Linked DNA regions of Mus musculus: all the other regions are linked to region 1. The links are chromatin contacts, called in public promoter capture Hi-C maps. All regions are on one chromosome and are shown on one strand. Each heading gives the region's core, a stretch centred on a gene start, on an enhancer-like site or on the middle of the called end of the contact. The rest is flanking DNA. Distances are from core to core; before and after follow the strand shown. Region 1 holds the start of Hcrtr2 (hypocretin (orexin) receptor 2). Region 2 holds the start of Gclc (glutamate-cysteine ligase, catalytic subunit). Region 3 overlaps Lrrc1 (leucine rich repeat containing 1). Region 4 holds the start of Elovl5 (ELOVL family member 5, elongation of long chain fatty acids (yeast)). Region 5 holds the start of Lrrc1 (leucine rich repeat containing 1).

Evidence for each region. Promoter capture Hi-C pulls out the DNA fragments that hold promoters and counts their contacts.
Region 2: a promoter capture Hi-C map of hippocampal neurons shows a contact between it and region 1, with 5 times the contacts expected there. The contact joins the promoter of Gclc here to the promoter of Hcrtr2 in region 1. A contact is called at or near these places in 3 of 39 promoter capture datasets (hippocampal neurons, pre-B cells and stem cell-derived epiblast-like cells) and 2 of 115 datasets of contacts at active chromatin or transcription factors (astrocytes and embryonic stem cells).
Region 3: a promoter capture Hi-C map of second pharyngeal arch cranial neural crest shows a contact between it and region 1, with 5 times the contacts expected there. The contact joins the enhancer-like site here to the promoter of Hcrtr2 in region 1. A contact is called at or near these places in 5 of 39 promoter capture datasets (the 3T3-L1 cell line, hippocampal neurons, liver and 2 more) and 2 of 115 datasets of contacts at active chromatin or transcription factors (both in embryonic stem cells).
Region 4: a promoter capture Hi-C map of hippocampal neurons shows a contact between it and region 1, with 2.4 times the contacts expected there. The contact joins the promoter of Elovl5 here to the promoter of Hcrtr2 in region 1. A contact is called at or near these places in 2 of 39 promoter capture datasets (hippocampal neurons and pre-B cells).
Region 5: a promoter capture Hi-C map of hippocampal neurons shows a contact between it and region 1, with 7 times the contacts expected there. The contact joins the promoter of Lrrc1 here to the promoter of Hcrtr2 in region 1. A contact is called at or near these places in 3 of 39 promoter capture datasets (cranial neural crest, hippocampal neurons and pre-B cells) and 2 of 115 datasets of contacts at active chromatin or transcription factors (both in embryonic stem cells).

The regions. Positions count from the first base shown.
Region 1 is chr9:76,320,135-76,324,944 of GRCm38.p6, reverse strand. It overlaps Hcrtr2 (hypocretin (orexin) receptor 2), which reads left to right and starts at 1,322. Exons shown (of 8, transcript NM_198962.4): 1 at 1,322-1,663. The coding sequence starts at 1,441.
Region 2 is chr9:77,751,505-77,756,937 of GRCm38.p6, reverse strand. Gclc (glutamate-cysteine ligase, catalytic subunit) reads right to left here and starts at 2,403. Exons shown (of 16, transcript NM_010295.2): 1 at 1,979-2,403. The coding sequence starts at 2,128.
Region 3 is chr9:77,426,235-77,431,206 of GRCm38.p6, reverse strand. Lrrc1 (leucine rich repeat containing 1) reads left to right here. Exons shown (of 14, transcript NM_001146048.1): 14 at 1-384. Among named protein-coding and RNA genes, the nearest start is that of 5730403I07Rik, 29 kb to the right of the region's middle. Within about 2 kb of position 3,311, at least 133 of the 459 cell types and tissues checked have an H3K27ac peak or open chromatin away from gene starts, as enhancers often do. A contact at or near this core is called in second pharyngeal arch cranial neural crest, where this site is marked.
Region 4 is chr9:77,916,100-77,920,943 of GRCm38.p6, reverse strand. It overlaps Elovl5 (ELOVL family member 5, elongation of long chain fatty acids (yeast)), which reads right to left and starts at 3,579. Exons shown (of 8, transcript NM_134255.3): 1 at 3,418-3,579.
Region 5 is chr9:77,543,106-77,548,257 of GRCm38.p6, reverse strand. Lrrc1 (leucine rich repeat containing 1) reads left to right here and starts at 3,406. Exons shown (of 14, transcript NM_001146048.1): 1 at 3,406-3,793. The coding sequence starts at 3,635.

The DNA.
Region 1 (4,810 bases), core at 73-2,572:
TTTTTTTATTCCATCAAGGCTAATTTGAACTCAGATATTCTTGGATGCAGGGACCTTCACTGGAGGGTGGTAGATTTTAACCAGAGGATACACTCTTAGGGAAAATAAAAACAAAAAACCGGACTCTCCCAGGAGTTAACAATTGTCAACAGGGATGGGTACTTTGTATCCAGCTCCCCTCCCCATGCTGCGGTTTGTTCTGGCTTAGACCTGCACAGGTCCTGAACATGCTGTCACAACCACTGTGAGTTCCTATGTGCAGCTTTTCTACTGTATCCAGACGACACTGAGTCTGGATTCAGTGTCACTGATTCCTTCCCGTCATCGATTGCCTCAGACTCTTAGGCTCTTCCAGGCTTCTCTTCCCAAAATGATCCCTGAGCTGTGGGAGGGGGGCTTATGGTATAATGTATTCCTTTTAGGGCCAAACATCATGCAGTGTCTTAATCTCTGCATCTTGGCCAGTTCTGCGTTTCCACATTAACCGTCATCTACTGCAAACAGAATCTCCTCTGGTGCGGGTGAAGGGATGCATTAATTAATCTATTGCTGGAATAACTCATTAGGAGTCAGTTTAATACTATGTCCACGTAGCAGAATAGTAGGTTCTGCTGAGATGTGTTACATTTGCCCTTGAAAGTGCACATCCCGATTCAATACAGCCTTCAATTAAAAATGGTCCTCTCCTCGTTCTTGATAAGGAGTGGCAGGCAATGCCTTAACAATTCAGCCATTGCCAACTTGGCACATGATAAATACTGCGAGGCTATATTAAATATTAAAATATTTGGATGGAATGACTTTTGCATAGGCCTGGCCCAGGCTAGAGTGGGTCATGATTACTTTTACGTTTGCATCACTAAGACAAGCGAAGAAATGGATCTTCCGTTAACCATGCGTTGACCTTCCAGCCACATCCACAGGCTTATGCATACCAGTATAGTATAGAAATTGCACGTACAATAGAAGGCAAGTGATGGAAAAGGGACATGTAATCCACAAAGAAACAGGTTAAGGTAATTGTCTTTACTCCCCCCACCCTTTCCCGCCCCACTTTTATTTTCCAGCTTCATCTCTCTGTCCCTCAACCCTGGGGACAGCTGTGGGTTGCAAGCTAAGTGCTGGAATGAAGAGTGATTGAGCTGGAGCTGAGGTCAAGGAGGATCTCTACTCCAGAATCATTGCTGCAACCTCCCCTGCCATTTCCCTGGCTCTTAGGCAGCTTCTCCTGGTGCAAATCCCCTGCAAAGACACTGAAGCAGCAGCCCGAAGTTGCCGGGCGCAAGGCTCTGGAGGCATTGGCTCAGGAACTTTTCACGTCATTCCCGGCTCCAGAGCCCCTAGTCGCGGCGGCGCAGCCTTTCCCACCGCGGATCCTCAGTGCTCATGGGGCAGGCGGAGACAAGCTTGCAGCACTGAGCCGAACGGGACCAGTCCGTGATGTCCAGCACCAAACTGGAGGATTCCCTCTCTCGTCGCAACTGGTCATCTGCTTCAGAGCTGAATGAAACTCAAGAGCCGTTTTTAAATCCCACGGACTATGACGACGAGGAATTCCTGCGGTACCTGTGGAGGGAATACCTACACCCGAAAGAATATGAGTGGGTCCTGATCGCAGGGTATATCATCGTGTTCGTTGTGGCTCTCATCGGGAACGTCCTGGGTGAGTCTGGTCTCCGGCAGCCTTCCAAAAGGGTTGTCACCTCCCCTCAGCCCAGGCTGCAAGGCTGGGAGACCCCTCCCTTCTCCTGGGGTGCAAACAAAGAGGTCGCTGCTCTTGGCTGAGGTTTCTAATAAATTTTTTTTTTAAGTTTTCTGAATTTACAAACTAGGAGGGATCTCTAGAAGGATTATTCTGTTTGTTTGCAGAGAAAAGAGGGAAACTGTTTCTGTTTGAGAACCAAGAACACAAGCGCAAGGAGAGGGACAAGGACCTCCAGGTGGATTTGCTGAGTGTAGGGGAATCTGTAATGCTTTTGTGCAGGCTGGGTGGGTTTACTGGGGAGGACTTGCACCCGCAGAAACTGATGAAGTCATAAGGCCTTCGTGAGCTCGGTGGCACGTCCTTTAGCAAGGAGGCTTAGGCTCGGGTTAAGAAGTGGTAACGAAGGGGCAGAGTGGAGGCAAAGGCAGACAGAGGAGCGCGCTCCATCGCAAAAGCAGAATTAAACAGAAGCGGTGCCTGGAGCCGCAGGAGGAAGGAGGAGCATCCTAAAAAGTACCCCGGAGCTCACTCTCACCATCCATTCAAGCATTCATTCATGCATACATGCATGCATTCATTCATTCAACCAATGCACACCACCGCGCAAGTGGTTGTTATCAGTTTCAGAAAAATATTTTTACCAACTGATTCTTTTTCTTACAACAAGATTAAGCTTAATGTCAGAGTCTGTCTTGGTCTGTGAGAGCACAGGTTCTCTTGCGCGCTCATTACTATTCTCCCCACCACCATGTCTGAGGGACCAAGTGAGGGGTAAGGAAACTATAGGGACCGCGGTGATGGATTTATTAGGACAGGATGGGGAATCGCTTTCAAGACACGGAGCTTCTCCAGAGAGCTAGGGCTTAAATTGTGAATGGAAGGAGCATGTACCTTGATGAATGGAGAACAGGAGGCTTTTCGAATGCAGAGGGCAGTGTGGAGGAAATCTGTTGAAAATGACAGGAGGAGGCAGGCAGTTTGGAGACAGTACTACCTTCTCAATAAGGCGGAGAGGTGAGTGAAAGGAAAGAGGCTGGGAAGCTGGGAAGTAAAAAAACAAAGGTTGTAACTGAAATGAAGGGCAGTAAAGAACTCGCCAGGCTATCCATCACAACCAATGCTTTTTCCTTCTCTTCGAAGTCACAGTGTAGATAAGCTGACAGTTCCTGACTGAGAGGGGCTCATTAGGGAGAATATTAGTCATGAGACTAGAAATCTCCAAGAACTTTAGCCCTTTGTTATTTTAGGATATTTTACTTTTTTGATTTTTTTTAAGATTAAAAATAAAGAGAATCTTCTTAGGATACAATGAAAGTGAAGGGACAGGTGAATGGATATGATTCAGCCTCTTGTTAGAAGAATGGTTTATCTTCTGGTTTCCACCTTGCCATCTACAGAGTCATAGGCTGTGCACAGAGCACTCTGAGCTCAGCAGCGCTTACCGCATGTGGCACGTACTTATTGCTAAGTGAGTGGTAGACACTGAACATGTGCCCTGAGTATCTACTTTTGCAAGACCACTTGACACATGCTCTCTTACTTAAATCTTAAAATAAAGTACACCGAAAGGAAAAAAAAAAACACTTATTAGAGGACATGATTCATATCCAGCCTCATTTTTTTCTGACCTCAGATCCAGCATTTGCTACTGTAATTCTACTCTAGAGCTAGAAAGCTTATACACAATGGATTCTCTGTGCGGGGTTGTCTGCAAAAAGCTTCCTTTTCTCTTCTGCATCTACATACGCTGCCAGCAAAGTACCACTATGATTCACTTCAGTAAAAGCAACAACAACAACAATAACAACAACAACAACCCAACTGTCTAGGAAGAGATATTACTGCTTTTAAATTCAAGAAAAGTGGTGCTTTTTGGTTTTTTGTTTTGTTTTGTTTTAAGAAGAAATAGTTATAAACCTTCACCATTTCCTTCCCAGTTTTATTTCAGGCTTAATGTTTTTGAGAAATGTGTTCTTCTTTGATGTTATTCCTGTTTGCATTTCATAGACCCTCTGTTGCAGAGTCTTTGCAGCCTGGTTACATAGTTCAGACATATATATTTGCTGGTTGGGGGAAGAGAAACATCACTGAGGCTACTTCATAGAGTCAACGAAGACAGCATTGTCCACAGCCTGGAGTCTTGAAACACTTCCATTCAGCTTAAAAGAAAGATTTACCCAAGGAACTCTACTCTGTAGACACTGACAGCTATTTCCCCAGGGAGTGAATTACACCTGAATAACATTGAAATCTCCTCTGGGGGAACTGAAACTCCTACACTACTGACATATTTCCTGAAAGTTGGAGAGGTTTGGGTTTGACATTTAAACAAATGAGCACTGTCATTGCTTACAGACTTCTTGATCTTTGATGTCACTGTCAAGTCTGCAAAATGGATTGGAACAAGAGTTACCTTTATTGCCTCATGGTACAAATAGCTCTACTTAGGGTATCAGGAGAGGTGACACCACTCATGTGGCATAAACAAAGGGATTCCACTCATGCAGAGGAAGCATAACGCAGTACAGGCAGGTCTAATTACTGACCCTCAGGTCCATACAACACGTACACGTTCATGTAGCTGACTACTTGAAAAATATCAACCTTGTTGAACTTACAAGTGTAATGCCATTAGCTAGAAGTCCATTCTCTGACAATGTCCTTTTGTAAAATGATATAGCAGAATACTGCCTAAGCAGAAAAGCAAAGTCTTGATCGTCCAGCCTCTTCTTTCTCATCCTGACAATCTCTCACCAACATTATGTCCCCACTTCATTATAAGGATGCTCCTTGCAGAGATAGAAAGCAGTTTCCTGGAAACAAATGACAAAGTCATTCACAAAAAGGTACAATTACTGTAAATGGGAGTTGATGAGTGTTTGTGTTCCAGCAGAAAGTCATATGCATGTCTAATTATGGAACTTTAAGTCCTAGGAAGCAGTAGGTGGTAAGGTTCTATATCATATAAACAAGTCCACTCATCTACATATTTAACTGATATATTTGAGCAATATTATATTTATAAAATTGATGTGCATAAAAAGGAAAAGTCTTCATAACACTAAAATAAGTAAATTAGATATAATCTTTAGCCATTGTTCCTAG
Region 2 (5,433 bases), core at 1,154-3,653, 1.4 Mb before region 1:
GATTTCTATGTAACTTATGACAAGAATATTTGCAAAAAGAAATTTGGAAATGCAATATCAGCAGGCGCTAAGTTTTCAAGGGATATTGCTGATGTCATCTAATGTAGGAACAGTGCTAGCCAGGCAACTTACTGTCGGAGGATTACCTGTGGAGTCCAACTTCTCTACAGACCTGCCTAGCATGCTCTGTTCAGGAAGTCTTAACTGTCAGGCAATGATGGTGTACACCTTTAAGCCCAGCACTCAGGAGGCAGAAGCAGGCGGATCTCTGCGTGAGTCTGTGGCCAGCCTGGTCTACACAGTGAGTTTCAGAACAGTCAGGACTACACAGAGAAACCCTGTCTTTAAAAACAGTGTTAATTGGTTGAAATGCTGGGCCCAACATTCTCCCCCTATACAGACAGAATACAAGTGCACAAGATTGCCTGGCTTCTTCAGTCTCCTTGATAAGGATTGTGGGGAGGAAGGTAAACTTGGTACCGACTCTATTCACCAGATCCCGTCACGATGGAAATGTGTGGTACACCTGAGGTCCTGCTCTGCTGTTCCTCTCACACCACTCACTTTACTCGTCTGCCATGGGAAGTCTCTCCAAACAGGCAGTTAGTTGTACATGCTCTTCCTGCCAACAGGGGGAGCGTTTTTTTTTTTTTTTTCTAAAACAGAAAGAAGGATCTGGATCCGGGAGGTTCCTGGTTAGTAGAGAAAAGGCAAGGGGCATGGTGAACCACTGTGCTTCGACTGCACTGAACATCTGCGGATGAAGTTCAACTCCAAATGGTTATAAAGACATTCATTTGTTTTTATTTTTGTCTTTATGGAGTCCTAGCAAGACAGCGAAAAGTAAATTTTTGATTGCTCAACAGTGGCTGGTTCCATGAGAACCTTAAAGGACGCCACAATTTGCTGCTGCCAACTATATATATTTCCTAGTTAGGCCCTAGGAAAAACAAGTGGATAAAACCCATAATATCCCTGCCCTGTATATGATACACGGAACACAAATGAAGAACTGTCAAATGTAAATACACAACAAACTTTGGACTAAAACTGGAGAACTGCCAAACGAGTGTGTCCCTTTCCTGAAAGAAAATGTGGTGATAGACAATTTTTTTTGTAGGAATATATATTAGTCCTAATACTTCCTTAGGCCAAGCATAATTCTTTCAGCTGCAGATGGCAGAATCATCTACCAACATTAGATACAGAAAAACTAACTTTTCGCAAGCTAGTCTATGCCGGTACAGCAACACTTTGAAACTTAGCCCAAGGATAATACTAAACGATAAATACATACAGGAGTGGCACGCTATCTGCCGTAAATGCCAACCCCACACAATAAAGGTCAGACTCAAGAGGTTATTTAACTTTATGTATCTTTTTATCAATGTGCTTATTTAAAAATAGGGGATGCACACACAAAAAAATGTTTTTAGCGTTGCCGCTTTCAGATGGTTCGAACAAATGGGTCCCAGAGATCATGCACAAGTTTTAGCATTGACTGGTAACGCTTAGCTGCTGGCTCTAACCAGTCTTACCTAACCTCTAAGTTGTAAGCATTTACAGTTAAACCGGATAATGAAGTCTCCCGTCTTTTAGGAAGACAACCCCAAGTCCTTAGGTCTAGCAATGTATTTGTTGCAATGTATAACTCTAAAGTTTGCGGACAGATGTGAGATGTGTCAGGCGTTTAAGAAAAAGAGCTAGAGAAAACCGAGGGCCGAAGCAAACACCCTGGAGATTTGAAACGTGATAGCAAGCCAGCCGGGCAAGTCGGTCCTGTACACACTCATCTCCAAGGCGAACAGTGCGACCGGACGCCGGGAGGCAGATATTCACACTCCTCCCGCTCAGGCCCTCCCTGTGTCCGAGCGGCTTGCCTCCCGACAGGAATGAATGAGCCCGAGTGGCCAGCGCCGAGCCCGGGCCGGTGGCGGGGCCGCGGGCGGCCTGGCCGAACAAAGGCGCGCGGGCTCACCTCGTCACCCCACTTGAGCACGTCCTTGTGCCGGTCCTTGACTGCGTGGTAGATGTGCAGGAACTGGAGGATGCCGTGCCTCCGCACGTGGTCGGCGTGGCGCTGGGTCTCTTCCCAGCTCAGTGGCGAGCCTTGGGACAGCAGCCCCATGGCCGCGTCCTCCTCCCGGCCGCAGCTCCGCTCTGGGGGCGCCCTCGGGCCGCGCGGCGGGCGTCCCGTCCGTTCCCGCTCCGGCTCGGACCCCGCCGCGCGGTTGACAGCCCGGGTCGGGGTCTCTCGCCGCCGCCCGGTCTCGCGCTCCCACGCCGGCCCTGCGGCCCTGGCCGCCGCGGCAGCGCTCCACTCGGCGCCGCCGGTGTCGTGCACGGGCTTCCTACTTGCGACCCAAAGCTGCGGCGACACAGAGCATGCCCAGTTCCGCGCCTGCCGCTCCGTGCGCCGCGCTCCAGATTTTATAGGCTGCGGCGGGGGCGGGGAACGAAGCGGCAGGTCGTGGGTGGGGCCTGGGGCGGGGGCGGGGCTGAGGCCGAGGGTGTCCGCGGGGGGGCGGGGCTGTCTGCGAATAAGGACTGAAAAGTCTGGGTCCTAAGAGAAAACTGGGTCAAAAAAAAAAAAAAAAAAAAAAAAAAAAAGGGAGGGGGGGAGAGGGAGAGAGAGAGAGAGAGAGAGCTGAAATATCTGAATATCTGTTCAACTCTGTACTGGTAGAAAGGGTATAAAGTTAAGAGTAATCCTTTTTTTTTTTTTCTTTTTTCTTCTTGGTTTTTCAAGACAGGGTTTCTCTGTGTAGCCCTGGCTGTCCTGGACTGGCTTTGCTGGACTCGAACTCATAGAGATCCTCCTGCCTCCCATGTGCTGGGATCAATTATGTGCACTACCACGCCTGGCTGAGTAATACTGTGTGAGTGTGTGTGCGTGTGTGTGTATGTGTGGTTTTTCGAGACAGGGTTTCTCTGTGTAGCCCTGGCTGTCCTGGAACTCACTCTGTAGTCCAGGCTGGCCTTGAACTCAGAAATCTGCCTGCCTCTGTCTCCCAAGTGTTGGGATTAAAGGCATGTGCCACCACTGCCTGGCTGAGTAATACTTTTTAATAAATGTTGTACGACTCCACATGGCATGGATATGCATAGAGTTGATTGCTGGTTATTTACATGCGTCCATGTATGGGCAGGGATTAGATATATGTATATCATCATTGTAAACCCTGTACGTTAACTATTTGCCAATGGGATCTCTGGTCGGCACAGAGATCACTCACTGTGCAAAAGAGGTCTTGTCTTGTCTTGTCTCCAAGTGTGCAGTGTGAGAAGTTTCTTCAGAAGTTTCCCCACCTTCAGAACCGAAGGTCCATCCAGCGGTGGTCATTCTATTGCTCAGGAGAGCTTTACCCTGAGTGCGGAAGGCTCTGGGAACTGGATTCCGTGGGAACGAAGGGAAGGTACCTTGCCCGAATAGTTATTCGATTAATGTTTTGCAACTGTATAAATATATGCAGTAACTAGATGATCCATTCATGTACAGAGGGCAGAAAACATTTATTACACCCTCCCCCCCCCCACACACACATTGTAACTACATTTTCAACATGTAGTTACTTAGAGACAAGATCTCACTAGATAGCCCAACCTGGCCTTGAACTCCAGGCAGCCATCGTGCCTCAGCCTCCTGAGTGTTGGGATTAGAGGCATGGACTTCCACATTTGCTTTAGATTTAATAGTTAATGAACACTCATCACAACATTCAATGAACACTAATCGATGAATGCATGATAGGAATATTTCCTCATTGAATGAGGCCATCAAAGAGCTTGGGGCCACAGATACTGAAAGTGTGGCTGTGATTTGCACAGTGGAATGCATTTAAGTATGTGCACAGGTTAGATGGCATCTAAAACTGAGGAGACATGATGCTGTCTCTCTCTCGCACATAGCTGGAATAATATTCTTTTAAAAAACCATTCTAACACCACCACCACTCAATCTTCACTACTTACTGCCCACTACCTTATTGTGTCCTCCCCACCATCCTTGCTAGGTTGTTAACTATGTTCTGATCCACCATTCTTTCTTCTTTTCTGGGTGCTGCAGATTCTCCAGCTGATACACTCCTTTGAGTCCTGACTACTCTGTGTTGTGCCTGAATTTGTATCACTATATATGTTGGATACTGGCTTTCCTTAGAGTACCGGTGATGTCTGTGTGTTTGTGTGTGTGTGTGTGTGTGTGTGTGTGTGCGCCCGCGCACGTCTGTGTGTGTATTTTGTACTTCTAGGGAACTGTTCAATATAGACTAGTGTTTAATAAGCCTAGGTTCTCTGTGAGCAGAACAGGTATTGGGAGATGGGGAGAGAAGCTGTTTTACCTGCATGTAAAGTACCCCAAAGAAGATTTGGTTATTCTCAAAGTCTCACCTCACATTTTCATACACCTGCATGACTCAGCAGGACAGCTGCCAGCCTCAAGTGATTATTGAGCATTTGGAATCCTACTGACATGACATAAGAAGTGAACTTTTAGTTGTAGTAAGCTTAATTTTGGGGGGCTGGAGAGATGGCTCAGCGGTTAAGAGCACTGACTGCTTTTCCGAAGGTCCTGAGTTCAAATCCCAGCAACCACATGTTGGCTTACAACCATCTGAACAGCTCCAGTATACTCATAAAAATAAATAAATACATCTTTAAAAAACTTGTTTTAAATGTATTTCAAAATTGATTTCAGTGCCAGTGGTGTCTCCCACCTATAACACCCCCCTCCTCACCACTACCCCCCCCCCACACACACACACTGGATGCTTCGACAGAATTACCACAAATTTGAGGCTAGTCTGGGTTAGAGCAAGACAACAACCAACCCGTTAAAATTTCATCTTTCTCTTGGTAACCGGGACACTTTTACATACATTTGGAACAAGTTGAGAATGTGCACTCGACTTTTTAACTGTAAATTTTATTAAATCAACATGCAAATGAAGTCTGATGAAAATGTAGTGACTCGGGGGATACCAGATTAGAAGACTTACTACAAAAATGAAAATATCTCATTAAAAAATCTAGCCAGGTGATGGTGGTGCATGCTTTTAACTGCAGCACTTGGGAGGCAGAGGCAGAGGCGGAGGTGGAGGCAGAGGCAGAGGCAGGAGGATCTCTGTGAGTTCAAGGATAGCCTGATCTACAGAGTTCCAAGTCAGCCAGGGCCTCAGAGAAACCGTGTCTCAAAAAACCACACACACACACACACACACACACACACACACACACACACACACAACCTTAATAGATTTCAGATATGTTTGGTTAAAATAAATAACCCATTGTTTACATTACCCCCACTAAGTTTCTTCTTCAGTTTTTTAAGGCAGCTACTAAAACAATCTGACATGTCTGTGGCCTCCTGCACTCCACTTAGTTGAAAGAGCTGGTGTAGGCTTTAGTTTACACGTTGGAAAGTACTTTCCC
Region 3 (4,972 bases), core at 2,062-4,561, 1.1 Mb before region 1:
ACTGGTCCAGAAATTCAGTGGATCCATGACTTACGTGTCACAGAAGAATGACTGTTGCCGAAGGAAGCTTAAAAATTCTATATCCAGATAAAAGACCACAATAAAGCAAAAGTCACCTATACCGTAATAGAAATGTTGCTATCTCTATACAAGTGCACTTTGATCTGTAAATAGTTCTAATCAAAGCATAACAAAACACTGCTTCAAGATTTACTTTTAAATCTAATTTAAGGGGTGTTTTTACTGTGTTTTTGTCGTTTCCTTTTTACGTGTGCTGTGATGAAAGAGAAAAATGCAGAGTGCCAGTCACTGTGGTGTCTGGGGGAAATCACCGGGGTTCAGGGGAGGGGATTTCCCCGTGAAATAAACTCATCATGGACACTGGCCATAGCTTTTTAAGAATTGTTACTTTGTGTGTTCAAAATACTAGCCAAAAACAGTTCTTACACAGAGGACTTCTGTCCACTAAGTGTCTAGATTGTAGCCAGTTAGTTTTGAATAGCTCCTGATGAGACCCTGTTTACAAGTCGTGTTTCCACACAGGGCAGAGCCCCAGGGCTGCCTTCAGTGTGGGTTCATCATTGTGAGTTGAGGCATCTGGCCAGCTGGACTCCATGGAAACCCATCTCCAACCAAGCCCATGCAGTACCCATGCATCTTGTGTGCATTCAGGGCCTGGAGTCAGCCTGCGCCTGTGCATGCACATTTCTCAAAACCTCGGAGGTGAGAGTACAAGGCATCTGGTGCTTTTCAGCTGCGCCTCCTAACAGTGGGGACCCATTGTCTTTCCTCCATTCTAAGGATTGGACGTATCCTGATTTTAAAGCCTAGAAAATCAGTCTTGGTAATTCAGGGACTAATTCTATGCAGATAAACAGAGGGAATTTATTTTAGAGAGCCATTTGATTCTGAAAAACTAACCGACAGTTCCCAGTGTTATTTCGTTCATGGTTTCCCTCTAAAGGTCACCATTTGCCGGTAGTCGCCATTTGCTGCTCTTTTATCTTGCTTGGCCTTGGTGAACAGATAGAGGTAGAGATAGGGACCCATGGAGAGTGGAGGAGGAGAGCTAGCGACTGTAGGAAATGCCTTGTGCCTACTTCTCTCCTTTCCTTCCCTCAGCCTGTTTATGTCATGTCCGCCTGCCTGCTTTGTTCTGATGTGAATTTGGGGTTTGAGAGGTTTTGTTCCCTCTTGATGGCTTATGTCTGCTGACTCGGTGGTGCTCTTAAACTTCAGGGTGGCCGGTCCAAACTTCGGCTCCATCGTGGAGTCAGCACCACCTCAACGGCCGCAGCCTGAGGATACCCAGCCTTTCTAAGAAGGGGAAGGAAGTGAAAGCTTCCTTTAGAGTAGCCAAAGCTCCCGACCTTTGGCTGGGGCTGGGAGTGAGGATGGGCAGCACTGGCTCTCACAGTTTTCCATGCTCCTCACTTCCTCTAGGAAAGGGTGGAGTCCAGTCTTCCACTGACTTCTGTGCCTGGGGGGAATAACAGGTACAGGAAGAAAAAGACGTCTGTAAGACGTTTTTACCCCCTTTCCTCCCACAACATTTTCTTTCCTCTTTCTTTTTTCTCTATATATTTTTTTATTTTTATTTTTAGCAGGGGGGGCTTTATCTCTGAATAAAGTGGCAAAAACAACAAAGGCCACAACCATAGAGGAGCTGAAGTCAAAGAAATAGTGGAAGTGATCGTGCACACCAGAAAGAAACTGCAAGACTGTTACCTACTCCTTGGTTTTCTTCTGGAAGTTTTAGAAGAATGCTGGCAACCAGCCAATTCTTCAGAGTTTTATCAGCTGGTTACCTGTGAGGGCAGAAACATCAGCCTTCCTGCCCAGCGGCCTGTCTGTCATCATCTGGGAGATTGCCTTGCCCATGAAGACATAATTAATGGACACATGAATACCAGGGGAAAGAATATTCCTGTGTCAGGAAGTGACTCTGAAAAGCTGGTCCTAGCCCTGTGGAAATTCCTCTCCTTGAGCGCCACCAGTGCCCTGGCTAGTGTGTGGCTACAGGCTCCGCTATAGAGCTGCGGGCGAATATAGGTGACAGACGTCCTTGGAGAGCCGAAATCTTACTTTACCAGTTATTGTCAACTTGCTTCATGTTCCAAAGAGCCAGTTAAAACAGTGTTTTAAAGTAGCCCTCATCTTCTGATTGCGGCGCATCCAAGGCGCTCAAAAGCAGAATTATATGATGGGTCTTGATAATGCCGCCTACCACCTTCACCATGTATCAGTGCAAGACCAGTAGACTCCTTTTAAAGGGTCTGAAATCATGTTTTAAAACACACCCAGGGAAAAGACCACGTGCGTGCTTAAAAGAAAGGAAGGAAGAGAAAGAAAGGGCCTAAGTGTACTCTTTAAAATAGCATTTTGGGTTTAATTTTTTTTTTTCAGAATCAAGATGCCAACAAAATGAAGGTTTTGAATCCCAGCCATTCCACGTGGGTTTGATTAAGTGATTTAGCCTCTAATAGCTTAGAAGGAGACTAAGTGGAGTATATGGAGCACAAGCTCTCAGGAAATTGACGGCTGCTGTTACTATAGCCCCTGCTACCATGACCGTGATGACTTTAGGAGTTCTGCAGTCCGTACCACCTAGCCTAGCAGTGTGTAGCCGGGCAGTCAGCGTTCTCAGGAGCACACACTGCTGGTAACTTTGCCTAAGAGCTCTTCTACTGTTCTAAATATAGGCCCCCAAGTTATATGAAGGCGACTTTCTGCTCTTTAGCCCAACAAAGATTTTCTGGCTTCAAACTGGCAATTCTCCTGCCTCTCTGCTCCCTAGTGCTAGGATTACAGGCCTTCACCGGTGTGATTAATTCTGATATATGCATTTTAATTAGTTTAGTTACTGGTGAGGTTCTCAACGGTCTCTGTCAAACTTCCTCATTTTTACTGGACTTAAGAACGGCTCAAGATAAGACTAGTCTCAACGAAGAAAACATTAAATACCCAATCCAGGAAAACCTCCCCTTTCCCACAGAATATTTTCCATTTCCACGCGGCCTGAGCTTATAGTTTGGGTCAGTGGGGGCTCGTTTTCTCCCTTATCTCGGCTTTAACCCAGGATTTATCAGCTCCTCCCTGTTCACATTCTGTGTTCTGTCTCATTTCTCAAAGGAGCTTCTGTGCCTGAGTGGATGTGGACAGGGCAGGGGGAGGGGAGGGGTAGCTTGCAAACGAACATCAGGCAGGGTGGGGGGGAACCCTGGAAACAAAGCACAGGCTAGAGTAGTCTGAGCTGGGAGGGTAGAGCTGCCCTTCCGTACTGCTGGGTGTTTGTGTAAGGACAGACTGCTGGCTGGAAAGGGAGACCAACCAGAAGAACCTGATCCAGGGAGCCTGTGTCTCCGAGGACTGCAGGGAGAGTTTTTGCTTTTGCCTATTGGCCAGAAGGACGGTGTAATTTTAAACCCTGAGAGCAGGCAGGGCAGTCACTGTGACAGGCAAGAGTCTATTACATCTCTCCCCTCCCCATCTCTTTTGAGGCATCAACGTTCAACTTAGAAACAAATGATGGGTTGCGTGCCTAGTTAGGTAGGGAGACACATGGCCCACTGCATCCCGATGCCCTCCCACGGAGCCGACCAAACCGTCACTTTTCCAGCATGGCCAGTGAAGCTGATCACAGTTGCACTTTGCAAAGACATGAATTAAGATCCCGGTGATTTCGCAAACGAGCCCGAGGTCAAGCCATAAATCAGAGTTGGAATTTAAGCCCGCTTTTCTGCTGACTCGAATCTGTGATTGCAGTTTTCTCTTCGTTTCCAGCCCTCTCCCGGCCTCGGCTGCGAGCCTGCAATTACATTTAGAGCTGCGTGTACCGTGGCTAGGAGGCTTCTGCCTTGAGTACTAAGGTGAGGCAGGCCTAAATTATGGAGGAACCCTGGCATGGAACCGCAATCGATATATGCCGTGCCTGCGGTTCATTTGTTCCTAGCTGTCTACCTCACCCACGCACCACACACCAAGGCATCCTGCTTACGTGCCGCAGAAATCCCCACGGGGTTGATACTCAACCCTCTCAAATGGTACAAATCCTAAGGAGCTCGGGAGATAACTTCCTTGCTTAGTTCGTGACCAGAACAAATTGATGTTTCCATGTTAACTGGAGACAGCTTAGGAACAAACCTGCTCTCTCAGAGAACTAATGTGTTAGAAATATCGACAGGTTCTAGAGCAGGCCAATCACTCAGATTTTTTTTTTTTAAATCATCACTACTTGGAGAGAAGGTGGGCACTAGGAGGTCTGCATGATGTCTCTGGACCTTCATGCATTTGGAGGATAAGAAATACGACTGCTGGTATTTCAAAAGGCTTCGAAAGGCTTGCTGTGATGAACCGTATCGCTCTTATGCAGAGACTTTCTTAGAGAAACAAGACAGAAAGTTTGTGTGACAACCCCGTCTGTTAACTTTCTCTTGAACCCAGCTCTGCTGCCTGATGGGTAGAAAGAGAAAGCTTCATGCGGTCTCCACAAGCCAAGAAACCAGACTGGCACTGGGGTGGAGTGGGATGACACCCTGTATCAGATACTGCATGCCCCCAGAGAATATAAATATCGCTTCAGACGGCCCCTCCAAGTAACTCACAAAGATGCCCATTCTAATAAGCAGTTTGAAAAAGGCTGCCTGACTGGGCCACCCTGAACACCTGAGAAAATATTCTCCGGAAGTGGGCTCATCTGTCCTGTGTGCGTCCTGCCTGGTGCTCGCCCACGGGGTATGGGGGAGGGGGCTGCTCCTGGTTGCTCTTCAACCACCCGGAGGTGTGAGTGCGTGTTTGTTTAAACCTAACTCAGCTCTGCGTGGAAAAGCAAAACAACAGGCTTACTTGTCCAGGCATTGAAAGTTCTTCCTGATTTTTTTTTTTTTGTCCTGCCCATTGGCCCAGAGGCATAATGGGTGCGGTGAGTTTCGGTATTAGTTTGGGAAGTTTCGAGAATGGGCTGTGGGCTGGG
Region 4 (4,844 bases), core at 2,330-4,829, 1.6 Mb before region 1:
GCTTAAAGGGGCCGAGGCTTAAAGCAAAGCACCTCAGGGGGAATCCAGACAGTTCCTAGGAGTCATCTTGTAAAATGAGCCTAAGGATCTATAACCAGCATGTCAGAGGACTGCAGTGCACTGGAGCAAAGGTCTTGCTTTCAAGGCCATTACAAAGGTGCGATGGTAAGCTTATTTAAACTGGGCTTTGCTTCGTGAATCAAAAGCACCCTGACCAATTCAGTCTTATTAGGCACTGCACTATCTGACGGACAGTTGTGCCATGTGTCCCAGAAACCTACCTCTGGCTCTCTTTTGGTGTAAAGTATAAAATAAGTATGCACAAAAGGGCTCCCAGTGTAAGCCAAACCAAGAAGCCTTTTGGAATCACAAACTGCTTCACTCATCTTTGGATCCAAACACCCCAGCCATGGACATATTTAACACATACCCACTAAGTCAGAAAGTTAATAAAAATGAATTGTGGATTGGGGACATACCTCAGTTGGTACACTGCTTGCCAGACCTGGGTCCCATGCCCAGCACAGCCCAGACCAAATGTTAACCTATACCTTATTATCCCTGTGCTTAAGAGATAGAAGTAGGAGGATCAGAAGTTGAGGGCTGACCTTTCAGAAACCCCTAAGATGAGGTCGGCCTAGACTACAATGAGACCCTGTCTTAAAACAAATGAATCAAGAATAGGATAAATACAGGAACATACTTCAGGCAGACTGAGAAGCAGCAAATTGTTAATCCTATGGTTTAGTGTGTGTGTATTCTACTTTTGCCTGCCAACTTACAATACCATAGACCACTTCCTCTCAGTTACCTGTCTTTTCCTGCATGCATTCCCATTCAGAGGCCATTCACATGGCTGCTTTCCCCCATGCCTCGTTTCTGTTTTTCCTGCCTCAGAGAGTTGAACCCAGAAGTTCACACGTGCTGAGTTTGGTTTAAGATGGTTCAGCACATGGTTAGAGTATTTTAAGTTAGCAAATAGCACAATTACATAAATGACATGTAGCTGACTAGACAAACAATCCAACAACAGACAGATGTAGTGAGAAGCTGGAATCCTGGAGATAAGGCTGTGTGTTTTTCAGAAAGTCAACATCTCTGGGCCTTAGCTCCAGGTTTGTTTGTTTGTTTGTTTGTTTGGGTGATTTGAGACAAGGTTTCTCTGTGCAGCCCTAGCCCTGGAACTAGCTCTGTAGATCATGCTGGCCTTGAACTCATAGAGATCTGCCTGCCTCTGCCTCCTGAGTGCTGGGACTAAAGGCAGGTGCTACTATCACCTGGCTGCTAGTTCCAGGTTTTTTAACAAAAAGATGGGTAATGGGACTCCCTAGAGGACCCTGGTTTGTGGAAAGAAACACTTAGCAAATCTGTTCTTAGCATCAGTTCATGACGCAGGATTGAAGGAGCTCAGTGGCAGTGTTTACTCAGCACGTGTGAACTTCTGGGTTCAGCTCTCTGCAGCAGGAAAAACAGAAACAAGGCATGGGGAAAGCAGCCATGTGAATGGCCTCTGAATGGGAACGCATGCAGGAAAAGACAGGCAACTGAGAGGAAGTGGTCTATGATATTGTGAATTGGCAGGCAAAAGTAGAATACACACACACACACCTCACACACACACACCCCTGGGAAGGTTAGTGTGTGTCAGAGTTTTTTTGTTAGGCAACAAATATGCTCTACTCTGCCATAGTTCCTGGAAGACAAGGCAATTTTGCCTCGATTTGTATGTAGACTTCAAGTTGGAAATCTAGCACAAAGGTGAGTACTTCCCCTCTAACAGCAGCACAAGCAGTAATTAGCGGAACTGCTGGGGGAAAGAATTCTGTGAACAACAGGCATCCAAAGGCTAAGGCTCTGGCCAAGAGAAACACTGTTAATCCCAGGGAAGGAAAAGGAAACATTTATCAAACCACTATTTAGCAGACCCCCTGTTGGGTTCTTCCATTTACAGTCTCTTGAAACCACCTAATAAATAAATCAGTTACATGGGACCCGGCTGGCTGACAAGGAAACCGAGTCAAGTAAGAACTACTTACTAGTTACCTATTTTGAAAAACCCAACACCCATGTTTCCTATTCATGGTTAAGTTTACCCTCCATTCTGTGAAAGTATATAACATTCCTCCTTTCTGTCTTCAGTTCCAAACTGAAAGACAAAAAGAGAATAGAAAAGGAGATGGCCTATGGTGGATGTTCCTGGCACTGACGTTATCAGGAGAAAAATCTCAAAGGAAAGTAGCCCCCCCCCCTTTTTTTTTTTCAAGGTCAGAGCTTTCGCAGAGAAACCCGGCAGTACTGGGACTGACTAGATAAACGATGCACCTGTGCCCAGCCATAGATAAAATCTACGGTGTGCATTCGCATTCATCTAATGCAAAGCTGACTGTATCTGTAGATTTTTGACCCAAATGCTGTGGCCTGAGACTTTGCAAAAGCACAAAGACTTGCAAGTACAAACCAACAGGTTATAACTGCCAAGCGGTTAGAGGAACGAATTACAAAACCAACAGACAACACTGGCCCTCCTGTACAACTGTACAAAACACTTCCTGCCACCAGCCCTGACATTAAAAAAACAGAAAGACAGTCGAGGCTTGGGAGGAGGGCTGCTCGCTCCCCCACAATTTCTTATCAGACTTCTCCCCGGGTATCCTCCAGCTAGGGAGTCATGCGTTGCATTCTTTCAATCGCCCCCTCCCCTTACGAAAATTCATCCAATGCATCCTTCAAATTTGCAATCAAGGCGCCTGGAGATAAGCATAATGTAATCTAGAGCAGGGACGCCAAGTTCAAAGGTGCCGAAGGCTTCAAGATCGTCTAAAAAGAACTCTCTCTGGACCTTACTATCTCCACCTCAAGGATAGGGGAAGGGGAAGGCTTGCTGGCAAGCAAACAATAAAGGACACTTTCCCTAAAACTCTGAGCAGCGCACTTTATGGATTCGCAGACTCCAGGCCGTTACCCGCAGCTATGCGTCCGCGTCTCCACCCTCCCGGGGCAGGCTGGGCTGCAGATACCCGCTGGAGTGGTCGCGGGAAAGCGGGCGTCCCTGGCAGCAGCAAAGGAGAGGAAAGCAGGGAAAGGCCAGCGCGCGGCCCCAAAGCCCGGTACTGCACGGACCCACGCGGACTCCTCCTCGGCAGCCCTTACGGTCGCTCAGAGAAAGCTCGGAGGAAGATCCAAGCGCGCCGCCATCCTTCCCTGCGATCTCCGCGCCTGTCAGTGCGCCAAAGTGGCTGCCACCCACGAACAGGTGCGAAAGCATCCATCCCGGCGGAGCTCCGCTCGGCCCGCGCCCCGCGCTCGCCGGGCCACGGTGCCTGCCGCCCCCCGCCCAACCCGGACCTCACGGCGCCAGCAGCCTGGCCGCACCCCAGTGCCTTGGCACCCGCCAAGTTCCTGAAGCAGGCGGCTCACCTCTCTGCCTGAGCGGCTACGGGGAGCACCGGACGGCAGCAGGACCGCGCGAGCAGGAGGATGTGCAAGCGGGCGCGGGAACAGAAGCAAGCTGCAGCCGCGATGCAAGAGGAAGGCGCCCGGCAGCTTCAACCCCGGCGTGGGCTGACCGTGACGTCACAATGGCGCGGCCAGCCAATCCGAGCCCGGAGGCAGGATCAAGCGCTATGATGTCATGCGGCCTTGGAACCAATCCTGGGGCGATAGAACTTTCGTGATTGTAAATTCCAGAATCAGATGCGGTGAGCAGAGGAAGCCAGGGTTGGTCTCCTGTGGTTCACGTGTCTCGGGGCAGTTTTCTTGCTTCTTCCTAATAAGCCTGCGTGGGACGCAGAGTCTGCGCAATAGCCACAGTGAAGTTCTGGATGCCCTGAACTCTTTCCAACAGCCGGGGGGCAGGGGCAGGCTTGGCGGTGGTTTTTTTGTTTTTGTTTTTGTTTTGGCAGGTGCCCACCCACCTAACGGGTTTCGCCACCATTGTGAAGGGGACCCTTTTCATGGTTTTAGCAAGGGTTCTAAAACCTAGGTGGAGCTGCTGTTGCGCAAATTGAAGCAACAGAAATCACTCAGAACTTTGCAACCGTAATTCTAGGATAGGTTGATCACACACTATTGGGAGTTTTGATATTTCTACTCTACGAAATTATCAGTCTTGTAATGAAATACTGTAATGTCTTTCAGCTGGGCAAATTCAAAGACTTAAAAGGGACGCAGGTACAAACATAAGAGCCTTTCTAGTTTTCGCTGCTGTTTGATAAATCAAGGCCTACAACTCTTACTTCAAACGTTAGAAATGTAACCTTTTGTTGTGCCCCCTTTGCTTTACACCCACTGACACAACACAGCCAAGCAGTCATTCAGTGTAGAAACATTTTTTTTAAATTATAGTAAAATGTTTATTGTATATTCAGCAATGTTCCAGGACCCAGACCACTGTCATAGGAATACGAATATACAAACTATAAACATTAGATAATTTAAACATTCACAAATTGCTGTAGCAATAACAATTAGTTGCCATTCATTTCTATAAACACTGAGTAAGGACCGCCTTCCCCGCAACAGTGCTGAGTGCTAACCATAAGTGCATGTCTGTCTGTCTATACAGGAAGTGTCGTTCAAGTGGCATGTGAGTGGTCATCTGTGCAACCTGGCCTCCTAGCATTCACCGTGTTCATTGTAATTGTCTCGTAGCTTTCACATACCAGGGACCGCTAAGATCTGTAGGCAAGTAATGCACTAAATCTAGCTTGTTTCTCCCCTCAATGGCATTTACAAGGCTCGAGGCATCATCTGCGACAGTTCTTTGTAATCTGGAGTATGACAAGAAGTCCTAACCATTTTTTTTTTTTTTTTGAATGGGTGAAGCATGAACTCAGCGGTGCCAT
Region 5 (5,152 bases), core at 2,157-4,656, 1.2 Mb before region 1:
CTCTTGTTCTTCCTTATCCCCTTGAGACAGGGTCTATTGTTGAATCTGTAGTGTGCTGTTGTTTTTTTGTTTTTTTGCTGGCTAGCCAAGCAAGCCGGAATGGTTAGTGGCATGTGCAGCCACACTTGGCTTTTATATAGGTGACGAGCAGCCAAACTCAGGTCTGCAGGTTTGTGTATAAACAGTTCCATCACTTCCCACATTCTCTCGAGCCATTTGCCATCCCAGACCCTCATCCATTTCCACACACAGCCACTGAGTTAGGCTGTTATCATTTTTTATTAGTTTTCAATTTTAAAAAATAATTTTATACATTATGTACTATCCTATGCACTTTTCTGTACATTGCTTCTTCTATGGATATGATCTTTTGAGATATATTTATTTGTTAACATGTTTACTAGTTTATTTTCTTCTATTGTTGAGTTCTATACCATTGTTTCTACAGGCTACACTTTTAATCTGTTGGTGAATATTTAGTTGTTTCAAAGTTTTGACTAATATTAACCAAATTATGATGGATATTGATAAATAACTTACATCATGGATGGATCATTACAGCAGACACAAAGAATCTTCAAATTGTTTTAAATACTGCTTTCAACAGTTTACTTTCTTGCCAGCAGTGCTTGAGTGCTTGTTGCACTGTATCTTCACTAACACTTAGGATCCTGAGTGGTTTGTTTTGGTTTGTTGGTTTGTTTTACACTCCAGTGGCTAGATAGTGGTTTCTTGTGCTCATTTTAAAATTTACATGTCTGCACTTCTGAATTCCCAGTCATTTCCAGCTTACTGGATGCCACTTTGGATTTGTAGTTTAAAAATGTAATGTTTATACCATTCTACAAATAAAAGTCAGGAAATAAAATAACAAACCATTAATTGCACGTTTTTCATTCTCTCAGGGGAAGGGGTATGTTTTCTTTGTTGCATTTCTGTATCTAGCATGTGTCTGGTGAATCATGTCTACATTTATTATCTGCTGTTATGTAGCAAACACTCCTGAATTATGTGCCCCCAGTGGGGAGTTGGTTCTGAGTTATATAAGAAAGCATGCTCACTAAAGCACAGAAAGAAAGTCAATAAGCAAGACTCCCCCGCCTCCCCCATCATCTCTTCTTCAGTTCCTACTTTGAGTTCCTGCCCTCGCTTACCCCAAGGGTAAGATTGTGATCCTGACATTCAAGCCAAATAATCCCTCATCTCCCAGTGGAGGTTAGTTGTTAACTTGACACAGGGTAGGGTCAATTAGGAGGAGTGAATCTCAATTGAGAAGATGTCTCCATCAGATGGACATACAGGCAAGTGTGTAAAGCAATTTCTTGATTAAAGATTAATTGGAAGGGCACAGCTCACTGTGGTTGGTACCTCCCATAGACTAGTCCTAGGTGCTATAAAGAAGTTGAACGAGCCAGTAAACAGTATTCCTCTATGACCTTTGCTTCAGTTCTTGCCTCCAGGTTCCCATCCTGCTTGAATTCCTGCTTTGGCTTCCCTGAAGGATGGTCTGTGATCTGGAAATGTACGCCAAACAAATCCTTTCCTCTCCAGGATGCTTTTTGTCATGGTATTTATCCCACCAGTAGGAAACTAACTAGAACACAGAGTAGCCGGGATTCAAATCTGATAGTTAAGTCATGTGGATTTCGGTAGTTTTCAGGATCTGCAAAGCAGGTAAGCTGTTCAGAAACCACAATGTTTTTAGACATAAGAAGAAACACGATCACAACACAGAGAAGAATAAGGAATGCTTATTCAGGTTGGAATCCTTAAAAGACCAGACATATGTTAAAAACATACTAATCATTTATTAAAACAACCTAGTGTATTTCTGAAAAACAAAACAAAACAAAATACAACAACATTAAACTGAGTAGCTCAGCTTTCTATAACTTAAAAAAAAAAAAACCAGCTGGAAAACCCACAAAGTTAGTGACGTATCTTCTTGGATGTCTCAATCAGGAATCAGAGTTTTTCATGGGAGGTGGCAGGACATGGGCTTTATACACACTTCTGGAATGCAAGAATGAAGGAGGAGTGGAGGCTCAAAGTCCGCCTCAAGAATGCAGGCACCAAGTCAGGTTAAAAAGTGAAGTCAGCATAGTGGCAGGAATTAGGTACTGGCTGTAACCATCAAGTCTAGGTGATAATCCTGAGGTAAAAACAGGTCAAATTTCCTCCTTCATCAATCAAGACAAGAGATCCTCCTGATAGAGACGAAACCTTTATGTATCTCTCCCCCTCTCCCCCTGGGCAAGTGCCCTGTGCAGTTAAAAATACTGAAGAGACAATGAAAAAAAGTTTCAGAGCAAACTCTGCCTTGGTTACTAAGCAAGCTCAATTTTCAATCTTCTGCATATTGTGATGTTGGTGACTCCAGATTTGAGCTGAGGGAGCATAAGGCTTCCTTTGCTGGGTGGGGAGTCAGAGAAGACTCTTAAAACAGTCTATTAGCTATTGTATTTGGCCTAAAACGGAGTCATCAACTGTTCATGTGGAGTGAGTTTGGTTAGTTTGTATCGTTGACTCTGAAAACAGAAGAAAAGGGGTTCAAATGTCTGGCTGTGGTAACGGGAACCTCTGAGGAGCAAAGGAAGAAATTTGGGGCTCCCCGCCCCAAACTACAGCGTGGGTTGCAATCTCCCCTTTGTAAGACGCAGGGTGCTGTTGAAGAAATACAGGAGCCAGCTATTGGAGGTTCATCTGCCTTCCTGCACCAGTGCTTTCTGTACCTCAGCCCAGGTTAGCCCCCAAAGCACATCTGGCTAAGGTGGAGCTAATGCTGAAGCGCACCTTTGCCATCTCCTTTCTTCTCGGAGCATCTTTTAGAAGATTTTTGAAGACGGACATCCATGCTTTTGTTGGCACCAGGAAGTTGGTGACACGTACATCTCAGATAAGTCCTGCTCACCAAAGATGCTCTCAGGTCGTAGGGCCTGCCAGCGAGTGTGCGCAGACACAGGGCACAAACGGGGGTTAGGAGGAGGGGGTGTCGGAAAGCCAGAACCGACTCCTTCATTACCCCGCGCTCAAGGTACTCGGCGGGGCGGTACTTCCTGACCCCGGAAGAGAAAGTTGTTTTGGGGAAGGGGAGCAAGAAAAAAAAAAGCACGGTGAGTAAAATGAAAACTCCGAAGTTGTTCTGCTCCTTCTGGCCTTCGGTCCCTGCCCTCCTTAGGAGCTTTTTGGGGCGCGGCTCCCTCCAGAATCGCACACTGTGCGACTCCCCGCGGAGGAGAGGACCGCAGGAGCACCGTCTCCCGACCCTCCCGGGAGCCGGGTCTCCAGGAAAACCCGGAGCGGAGCATCCCCGGCCGGGACACGCCCTCTGCGTGCCGCCGAGTGCGCATGCCCAGTGCGCGGCGGCCGCGAGTAGGAAGCGGAGCGCGGCGGAGGGGGCGGTGGGAGGGGACGCTCGCGACTGTGGCGAAGGCGCGGGACGCGGCGAGGGTTCCCGCGGCTTCCTCAGAACGTTCGGGACGGTGGAGTCCTTGCGAGGCGCGAGCGAGCTTGGAGCCAGCAACGAGCTTGGAGCGGGCGGCGGGCGGGGAGCAGCGGGGCGGCCGGGCGGAGCGGGCTCCGAGCCCCGGGCTCCGCGGCTCGGCGGGACACGGCTCTGGTGGTGGAGGCGGCGATGTTCCACTGCATTCCCCTGTGGCGGTGCAACCGTCATGTGGAGGCCATCGACAAGCGCCACTGCTCGCTGGTCTACGTCCCCGAGGAGATCTACCGCTATGCCCGCAGCCTGGAGGAGCTGCTGCTGGACGCCAACCAGCTCCGGGAGCTCCCCGAGGTGAGTGCCCGCCTCACCTGGCGCGGTGGCCGGGTCCGTGCGCTCCTCCGCTGACTGCTTCGCTCTGGGAGACTCTGGCCAGCGGGGTCCCACTACTGCCCTCAGCCCTCCCTGTGCCCCCCTCCCCTGCTTCCCGATTAAACCCATCCTCCAATAAAAGTTGTTTTTCATTTATACCGAAAGACTTGGTATTTAACAAGTAGTTACATGGCTAGTGGAGAAACGTTCTGGTCCACTAAGTGGCTTAGATCCACGTCTGGGAACTAATGCCGGTTAGGTGAGAAGCCAGGTAGCTCACACTGTTCCCAGCTGGGGGCGACCATGCGCCCCATCACGCCCCGGGGCGATCGGCTAGCAGCCAATTCTCCAGCTAGTGGCTTGGAGCTCCTCATTTTGGGCTAACGCAGGTCCCAGAGGATGTGGGGACCCAGCAGCGCGAAAGTAAGCTTTAGTATATCTTGGCATCTGTAAGGAATGTGCTCCGGGCCTTATCTCTGTGGGCTATGCCCTGGAGAGATGGCGCTTGGTCCGCTTCGGTAGCCCCGTGGCCGCATTGGGGTGCTGGGCAGGAGGAGAACTGCTGCAGGTGCCCAGGTTCCCGCCGCTGGTGCACTGCGTGCGTGGACCTGTTGCGTGGTTGGAACTGCGATGAACGTGTGTAGTGGCTCCCGCTGCGAGTCAGCCCTGCTTGCTGCCTTTCCGCCACCACAGAGCTTGCTTGGGTCTGTCCTATCACTAATGCCATATCTTTTCAGAGTTGTTTATGAAAATTAATCATCTGCCGCACCGAACTTGGCCTGTGACAGATACTGATTGTGCTTCTAGGCCCTGCTGGGGTTAGACGCTGAACTTTTAACCCTTGAATTTGCCTCGGGATTCTAGCTTTAACTGTTAAGGAGGACGCATCCTTTACCCAGGTGTAAGGAGGAAGTAAGCCAGTGGCAATCCAGAGGTGCAGGAAATGGAAGTCCGCTGGGAGGCCCGGAGAGAGCCTAAAGGCCCGAGCCTCGGAATGCAAGTACCTTGTTTGTCCTTTGTTACCGCTGATGATGTCCTGCCATTTTCAAAGAAACTCTGATCAGATGTCTGGTTTGTTGGAACACGGACTGATAACGATCGCCAGTGCTGACAGAGTTTAGAAAATCACAAGTGTGTTTCTCTCAACATCTCGAGTGAAGTTCGTCTTGAATTAACTTTTCTTGGTTCCCATGGCCTCCTCTGTGTAATCACAAAGATTACCCTCACTCGGATCTCTGCAGAGCACCCCTCCCAGCCCTTAATTTAATTCAGTAGGAAAACCACCCAGATCCCTCAGGCATGTATTATTTTGCAGGCATTTTCAAACACATGATCTGGTTT